2 separate regions of the Anser cygnoides genome follow, and region 1 is linked to region 2. The links are chromatin contacts, called in public Hi-C maps. All regions are on one chromosome and are shown on one strand. Each heading gives the region's core, a stretch centred on a gene start, on an enhancer-like site or on the middle of the called end of the contact. The rest is flanking DNA. Distances are from core to core; before and after follow the strand shown. Region 1 holds the start of ZFAND3 (zinc finger AN1-type containing 3). Region 2 holds the start of GLO1 (glyoxalase I).

Evidence for each region. Hi-C and Micro-C count contacts between places; a contact is called where the count stands out from the background.
Region 1: a Hi-C map of liver shows a contact between it and region 2, with 3 times the contacts expected there. The contact joins the promoter of ZFAND3 here to the promoter of GLO1 in region 2. A contact is called at or near these places in 2 of 7 Hi-C or Micro-C datasets (both in liver).

What each region holds. Positions count from the first base shown.
Region 1 is chr3:33,316,976-33,320,771 of Taihu_goose_T2T_genome, reverse strand. It overlaps ZFAND3 (zinc finger AN1-type containing 3), which reads left to right and starts at 2,279. Exons shown (of 7, transcript XM_066993835.1): 1 at 2,279-2,431. The coding sequence starts at 2,361. It overlaps LOC136790371 (a long non-coding RNA gene), which reads right to left and starts at 3,249. Exons shown (of 4, transcript XR_010830201.1): 1 at 3,184-3,249.
Region 2 is chr3:33,003,913-33,007,883 of Taihu_goose_T2T_genome, reverse strand. It overlaps GLO1 (glyoxalase I), which reads right to left and starts at 2,480. Exons shown (of 7, transcript XM_048080077.2): 1 at 2,322-2,480; 2 at 1,488-1,570. The coding sequence starts at 2,402. DNAH8 (dynein axonemal heavy chain 8) reads left to right here and starts at 2,533. Exons shown (of 93, transcript XM_013171043.3): 1 at 2,533-3,593.

The DNA.
Region 1 (3,796 bases), core at 1,030-3,529, 310 kb before region 2:
CTTACTTCTTGTAATCCCATTATGTCTGAACTCATGTTTTTCTTGTGTTTAACTTGGAATGAATTACCAAACCACTATAGGATTTTTAAAAATCTGAATTGCTTCGCAAACCAGAACTTGGGCATTAAACCCAACATAACCTTACAAAATCAAGTTTATTTGGAATGACACAAGTGTACTGAGCAAGAAGACCACAGAGAATGCTTCTCCATGACATTTGTAACAGCTGAAAGCTGACTCTATTTTAATTGCAAATCAGGACATATGAACTAGCTATCAAATCATCTTTAAAGAAAGACAGAATGTACTGCTTAACCGAAGGGAGTTTACAGCCTCCGGTAGCACTATAGGTAGCCAGCACATAAGGGACAATTTTAATATTCAGTTGACTTACTGGTTTAAAGGGCTGAGTTAATGAAGCTGGGGCTATTTTGTTCAAGTACTCACTTCTCTCAGTGCACTCACAGTGCTGCCTCAGCAGTGAGGCTCCTCCAAGAGCTGTGCCAAGAGGAAGCTCTCACACCCCAGCGCACAGGGCGCTCACTACGCAGCCACAGACTACTTCCAGAGGGCTGGCACCAGTTAATCTGTCAATGAAAACTCTCAACACACATCCCGTCTCCATTGTACCGCTTCGATCTTACACTCAGTGATGTTTTTGCTTTCAAAGTTTCTGCTGAGGAAGAGCAAGGTCTGGCTGAGCTACAGCCCGGCTGGTTCATCAACAGGGAGTCAGTCAGCCTGAACCTCGATGGTTGTTGGATAAACCAACTGCTATTAGTGAGCTCAGTCATAAACCTCTCTTCAGAAGCAGCCTGTTTACTTGAGTTTAATTAAATTTCAACATGTAAAAAAGTTTTAAGCTTGTCTCTGTGCGTTCCATGACTAGTTTTTTCCCTCTGCCATGAATTAATTTGATACAAAATTCTTAAAGATGGTCAATATTTAAGTCAAAAGAGTTTTGGCAGAATTAATCAACTGTTCACAAAGACCTACATACTCCAGGATTTGTTAACAACGTATATTACTTTCAATGTCAAACATCCTTGGGTTTAGGTTCAAAGTCAAAACGTGAGATAACACCACCTCAAGAATGTATTACAATTCCACCTGCATAATCACCACACCGGTATTTTTCCACATGCCATTTTCCACAAAGAGGTCAAAAGAGCAATTTCTGGCAGGGGGTTGGTGTTATTTCCATGTCACACACAAAACCAAGGTACAGCAAGGCTGCGACTTGCCCCAGGCCGCTTGCTAAGCCTGCACTGTAGGTACAATGCCCATTACTCAGCTCCCAAGTCCAGACGCTGGCATTCCGCTCTCCTTTCCCTTTGCAGCCAGCTGCCCAGCCCAGCGGGGTGCCTGCCGCCCATCTCTCTGCTCGCCCTGCTTCACCCCGGCCATTTCCCCCCCTCTGTGGCCAGATCAGCAGGGCCGCGGTGCCCCCATTCCCACTGCTGAGGCCAGCCCTCAGCTTAGCTTCCCCAGACAGCCAAGAACAGAGCACAGGACAGCCGCGTGCTTTAGGAACGTGACCGTTTTTATTTCACAGAGAGGCGAACAGCAGGCGAACGCCCGCCACGGGGCGCCGAGCTGACAGCGGCCCGGCCCGAGCAGCACGGGGCAGGCCCCGAGCCCCGCTGGGCCACCAGCCCACTTCCGCGTAGCGGGCCTACCGCGCATGCGCCGCCACGGCCGGCCGCCCCCCCACTCCCCCCCTCGTTCGCCGGCTGTACCACTACGGCGTAACGTGTGGGTGGGAGTGAACGCGGGGTAGAGGAGCCAGCCGGCTCTGAGAGCCCAGGCAGCCCCTCGTGGCCTCGTTACGGAGATACTCGTTCCCTTCTCGAGTGTGCGGGCGCCTCCTAAGCTCGCTTCTCCCCTCATTCCCACCCCCGCTCAATCCCGTCTCCCCCCGGGGCAGCACATTGGTACAGGCCGCTCCCAGCTGATCCGGCGGCTCGGCGAAACCATCGCGCTCAGGCCAGGGGGAGGCGAGGTGCCGGGGCCGGGCCCGTGTCTGTGTGTGCGCGGGGAGGGGAGGGGGGCGCATTGTTGAGTCAGGGGCCGAGCGGCGCGGCGGGGCGGACGGGCGCACCTCGCCGCGGCGGCGGGGGGGGGACGTCACAGCGGGCGGGCGGCAACGCGGGCCCTGCCGCTAGGGCGCGGCCGCCCCCCCTCCCGCGGCCACCCCTCTGCCGCCTCTCCGGTGGTGGCGCCCGGCTCCAGCTGACCGGCCTGGAATCCCGGCTCACAGCCCCGCCGCCCCCCCCTCCCCCCCCCCCCACCGCCCGCCGCCGCCGCCCCGGCCCCGGCCCCGGCCCCGGCCCGGCCCCGGCCCCGCTCCCGGCCCCGCCATGGGAGACGCCGGCAGCGAGCGCAGCAAGGCGCCCAGCCTGCCGCCGCGCTGCCCCTGCGGCTTCTGGGGGTAAGCGAGGGCCCCGCGGGCCGGGAGGGGGCTGGGCTGGGCTGCGGCCGGGCGGGGCGGCGGCGGAGGGGAGGGGGGGGACCGGGAACGGGCAGGGGAAGGGGCAGGGGCCGGGGCTGAGCCCTGGGGAGGGGCTGGGAGGGGGGGGGGGGGGGCTGCGTTGTGCCCCCCTAAGTGTGGGTTTGGGGCGGGGGGGGCTGCTTGTACCCCTCAGGTGGGGGCAGGCCCGGCTGTGAACCCCCCCGGGCCGCCCCCGGGGTCCCCTCGCCGCCCCCGAGCCCCCCCGGGCCGCCCCCGTCTCCCCCCGGTTCCCCCCGCCCAGCCCCACAGGGAGCCGGGGGGGGGGGTGGCTCCAACTGCTTCCCCCCCCCCCAGGTCGAGGGGAAAGCGCTGTGTAAAATGGTGGTCCCGTCACCTCGGGGAGCCCCACGGCCTGCCTGGCTGCTGGCCGGCCTCCTGCGAGGAAGGGAGAAGTAGGGCTGCTGTTATTGAGCCAGAGCTGGGGTAAAAATACGAAGCCGGGCCCTCGCTAACCCCCTGCCCGCCCTAGGGTGCTGGATACGCTTCCATCGCCGATCACTTCTTGTATTTTAAATCAGACGTATCATGGCAGGTGGTTTGCTGCCAGACACACGCAGCCACAAAACGCCCCTAATATATATATATATATATCCCAGAAATGTTAGTCCCTAACGCTCCTGCTGACGAAATGCTCGAAGAACACACGACTAAATAGACTTCTGAGGGCTCACCTGAGCTTTCCGCTTGTCTGTGGTTGTGCCTTCCTGGGATTTATGGCGTGCAATGTAAGGTGCTCGGGGGGGGGGGGAGTGGAGGCTGGGAGGAAGGAGATGCAATAAGAGTGATTTAGCGGTGTCGCTGTACGTGGGGTGCTTCCACTGGAGAGGCAGGATTTTAAGTGAAATCCGTTTTCGTGAGTTATGAGAGAAAACATGAAGTGCAACATATGCCGTGGCCCTGCCGGGAGTGATTGTGCAAGGCATATTACAAATATACAGTAAATTGTTCTGTTAATTTCTGTTTTCTTAGGCTGCCATGTTTGGCACTGATGCTTTCTGCAGTGTAGTGGGGAGCAAGTTGCTGCTGTCTCTGAGGCAGCGCACCGACTCGTGTAACCTGATCTTGGCGTGAGAGGAGAGTCACAGAAAGTTGAAAGTGAACTTTTCCTCTGGGCTGAACTTTTGGGCTAGTTCAGAGGGTTGTGATAAAGAGACAAAAATCTGGTGCGTCGTGTTTGAGGATCTGGTTAATGGTGACAGGAGGCCCTCAAGAAAACCCATTGCCTTTAAAGCCATTACTCTTCTCTTAAAACCTACGTTTCCCTTGAACAAACAATTATCAAAA
Region 2 (3,971 bases), core at 1,231-3,730:
AAAAAATTTTGAAATAGCAACTAAAAAAAGATAATCGGGTAGCCTGCAAATAAATCAATATTCTTCCCCCATGGGAGAATTACTGCCATGATTTTTGCCTGACTGCAGTCCACATCTTAAAATAGCTATGTTTTGAACTATCAAGTAGAAACATTCCAGAACACATCATAAACTTACAAAGACTAGAAGAAACAGATGCTTAAAAGCCAAGCCATCAGTAACTGGATAGCAAAGTCAATACAAAGGCTTATGTCTGAGGCCGCCACTGTTACTAGTATGTATTTCCTCAGGAAGATCCTTATGTTCATCCACTTTACAGTATCACCAAGGAATAACAACCATTTACTTTGAAATTTACTCATGCCATAGAACTTGCTGGCACCAGACCAAGTTTACAAACACAAGCAAATTAAAAAAATAAACACACAGATGAAATATTTTTACTATTTCCACAGATTGGTATAATCATAAAAGTCATTTCAGACATGATAATTTAATCAACTACAAAATACCCAAGGTCAGAAAAAGCTGCTTATAAAGTTTATCCCTTTGCTAACAGCAAGGATTCACTCGCTTTATTGTGACATATCTGATACACACACATCATTGTTCTATAGAAAATTGCACAAGATAACAGACTGCTAAGAGTGATCTCATATGATGTGTACAAAATGTTGTAAGCTTCAGAGAACTTTTGAAAAGACTCTGCTACTTTTACCTCATTCCTAGAAACGTGGCATACTTCAAATCATTTTTACATCGGAAATTTGATCAGAGCAAGCAAGCATGCAAGACACACCTAATTTATTTTTCAGCTTACCATTTAATTACTTTTTAATTTCTGTCACACACCTCTTCACTGAAGTAGAAGCATTTTATTTTACCTTAGACTGGACTGATTTCAGGATGTTTAAAAATAAACTAGAATGTTGCTTTAAAACAAACTCTTTTCATATGACAAGAATGTGCAGAGTCTTAGCACAAACACCTTAGGCTACTGCAGGGCATCTGCCTCCTCACAGCCTTCTCCAAAAGGAATTTGAACCTTGTCACCAGTTTGTGTTGTCTTGGTCTCTTATGTCCAGAGGTGGTCACCAGCCACCTCTGAGAACTAGCAGAAAGTTTTAAGATTTATAGCAACGACTCCTGATTATAAGCACTGTCATACAAGTTACCAGTTAACTGCCGGATCACCGAAGATAAAGTAAGAGAGTTGTATACTGATGATTAATAACCTACTTCAGTGAAAAAAAGAAAATTCTAGCCAACACCAATTTTAGTTCATTTGCAACTTTAATTGCAACATTAATTATGCTGTGGAAATTCTTGGTGATTGCCAGACTACTTAACTTGGCATTAGTTGATAGGCCAGCACTGTTGATGTAGTTAGACCAATTAGTATAATTACATCAAAATAACAAAAACTTGTCTTTTGAAAACAATACTATGAACAACCAAAGTTACTGTAGCATACAACTTCCACTCACGTCATTCCAAGAATTCTTGTATAAAAATCCAGCGACTTCTTAGGATCCTTTACTCTTAACATTGTCTGCTGAAACAAAAAGTCCTGTGGGGGAAAAAAAGAAGAGTTTATTTTTATATATGAAACAAATATGTACTAACAAAGAAGTAAGTTAGTAATGAAACTAAAAACGGCAGGTATAGAAGTAACAAATACAGTATTATATCCAATGTAAATAAAATCTTTGCTCTTGATGCTACCGATGCACCTTTGTATTAAATAAAAATACCTTTGTAGCATAAGGAGGAAAAAAAAAAAAAGAAACTGCAGGCATCATTCCCTATGTAAATCAGAAATATCAAAAGTTTGTAGCATTCTTATTTTTATTATTTTTTTTTTTATGGAGCTGTACTATACATGCTGTGCCCTGCATGCAGGTACGTGAGCAGTTGATACTCACTGCAGTTGGTACTCACTGCATACATACACAGAACTTAATTAAAGCTAAACTGCTGAGCTCATTATTTCATTGCACAGTTGTTGAATCTCTGTCAAGCACAACGGTATTTTGGCCTACCAGTCTGTAAAGGTATTTTCTCAAGCCACAGCATAACTTTATATACCAAGGGCTACTGAACAGCTAGGTGGATGAAAAGCAAGTTAGATACTTCCGACACATATCCCATGCAGACTTAGATTCTAAGTTTAAATACTACCAGCTATTTCCCCTAATAAAACAGCCGCCAATTCTCTCCCTTCCCGGCCCCATGCCGCCCCCCACCCTCCAAAGGGGGACGCCGCCGCCGCTACCACAGCGCCGATGCGCCCCCACACACTCCCCAGCCGCCCACCCCACCTTGGTGCTGGGATCCGGCTCGGAGCAGGCGCCATAGACAGCCTCATCGCTGAGGCCGCACGGCTCTGCCGGGGCCGCCATTTTACGGAGCTGGGAGAAGGGGAGGAGAAGGGAGGATGAAGGCTGCCCGGGGGAGGCAGCGCTCCGCCCCGGAGGTGTGGCGGAGCCGCCTTCGGCTTCGTGCTACGGGGGGTGTCCACGAAGGGATGGAGAGCGGGGCTTTCCCTCGGCTTATCTATCTATCTATTTATTTATTAATAAAAAAAAAATCCCACCAATCCCGCTTTTGGGGTGGCCGGATTGGTGGCTTCTCCCGTACTAATAAACGGGTGCTTTTAAATGTAAGTCAAATTTAACCTGCAGCGTGCGGCAGGTTAATTACCCAAAATGTGGAGGCACGGGTGTTCTGCATGACTGTGAAGGAGCGCCCCTCTCTGGATCGCAGGCAGAGGGTACCATAAAAGCCCCTGGACAGGCTTACATATTTAACTCTAATAAACTGCTTTATTTTGTAAATCCTTCCAACTGATGGCACGTTAAGGTGGCTTGAAAATCTGACTTTATGCCTTTAGACTGTGAGCTTACAAATGTGTGGTTTACTCATTTCAGTACCTAGAGATGTCAGTTTCTGTCTTGACTGACAGAAGCTAAGGGAACATTTTGGATAATAGTTGCTTCCCTTTAGAGTTACACAGTGCCACTTTGGGCTAACCTGTTATTTCAGGTGTAAAAGGTAAGAATACTCTGTCTTTCAAAGCTAAGAATGAAAAACAGCTTTTTCTTGCCTGAACTGAATATTCAACATAAGCTTACACTTGTGGTAATTAAGAAGAACAAACAAACAAACAAACACACATGGCAGCACAGAAATTTTGTGTAAATCTTGTTACGCTTCTTGAGTTCAGAAAGTACACATAGTGCGCATGAAACAAATCCCTGATTTTATGATATCAAGCTGTGCAAGTTCCTTCACAGAGGCCTTTGGTGCTCCCCACGGCCCTTAGGGCAGGGGCAAGGTTCAGCTCCTGAGAGCTGAGAGGCAGCTGTGGGCCCCTGAAGGGCGGCGGTGGCTGGAACCGAACCGAGCCGAGCCTGCAGCGGTTACGGGCGCCCGGTAACGGCCCGGCCCCATAACGGCCGGCCCCACAGAAGCCGCCGCGTTGCGCAGTACCGGCACGGAGGCTGGCAACGGCAGACCGGGACGGAGGGAGCCCGCCGCGACGGGGCGGTTGTGCTGCCTTGGGGTCGCTCTCTTGGTCCCTGTGCTGTGAGGTATACTTGGAGCCAGGCTGGTGAGGTTCTGCCTGCCTCTCTCTCCTGAAGTAGAAGTGCCGGTTTAGGTACCTCAGCTTGTCGGGAGAGAGATAGAGATCAGGATCCCTGCTCCTCTACGCTTGGGAGGCGTCTTCTCCTTCCCTCCCTCACCACCTCCTCCCCACACCTTCTCAGATGTGCTCCTCTGGAGCAATGTGGGGCTTTCCTGGCATCCCACTAACGGGTGTCCCTGCTCCCAGCCCCTTGGGCTGGCTCTGTCAGCGTACTTGATTGCTGAAACTGGAAGGTTTAGAATTGCCCTTCTCAGGCTGGTCCCCAAGGTGAGGCTGCCCCAAGGACTGTGGAAACCTTGGCAGCTATGGAGCAGCATTGAGA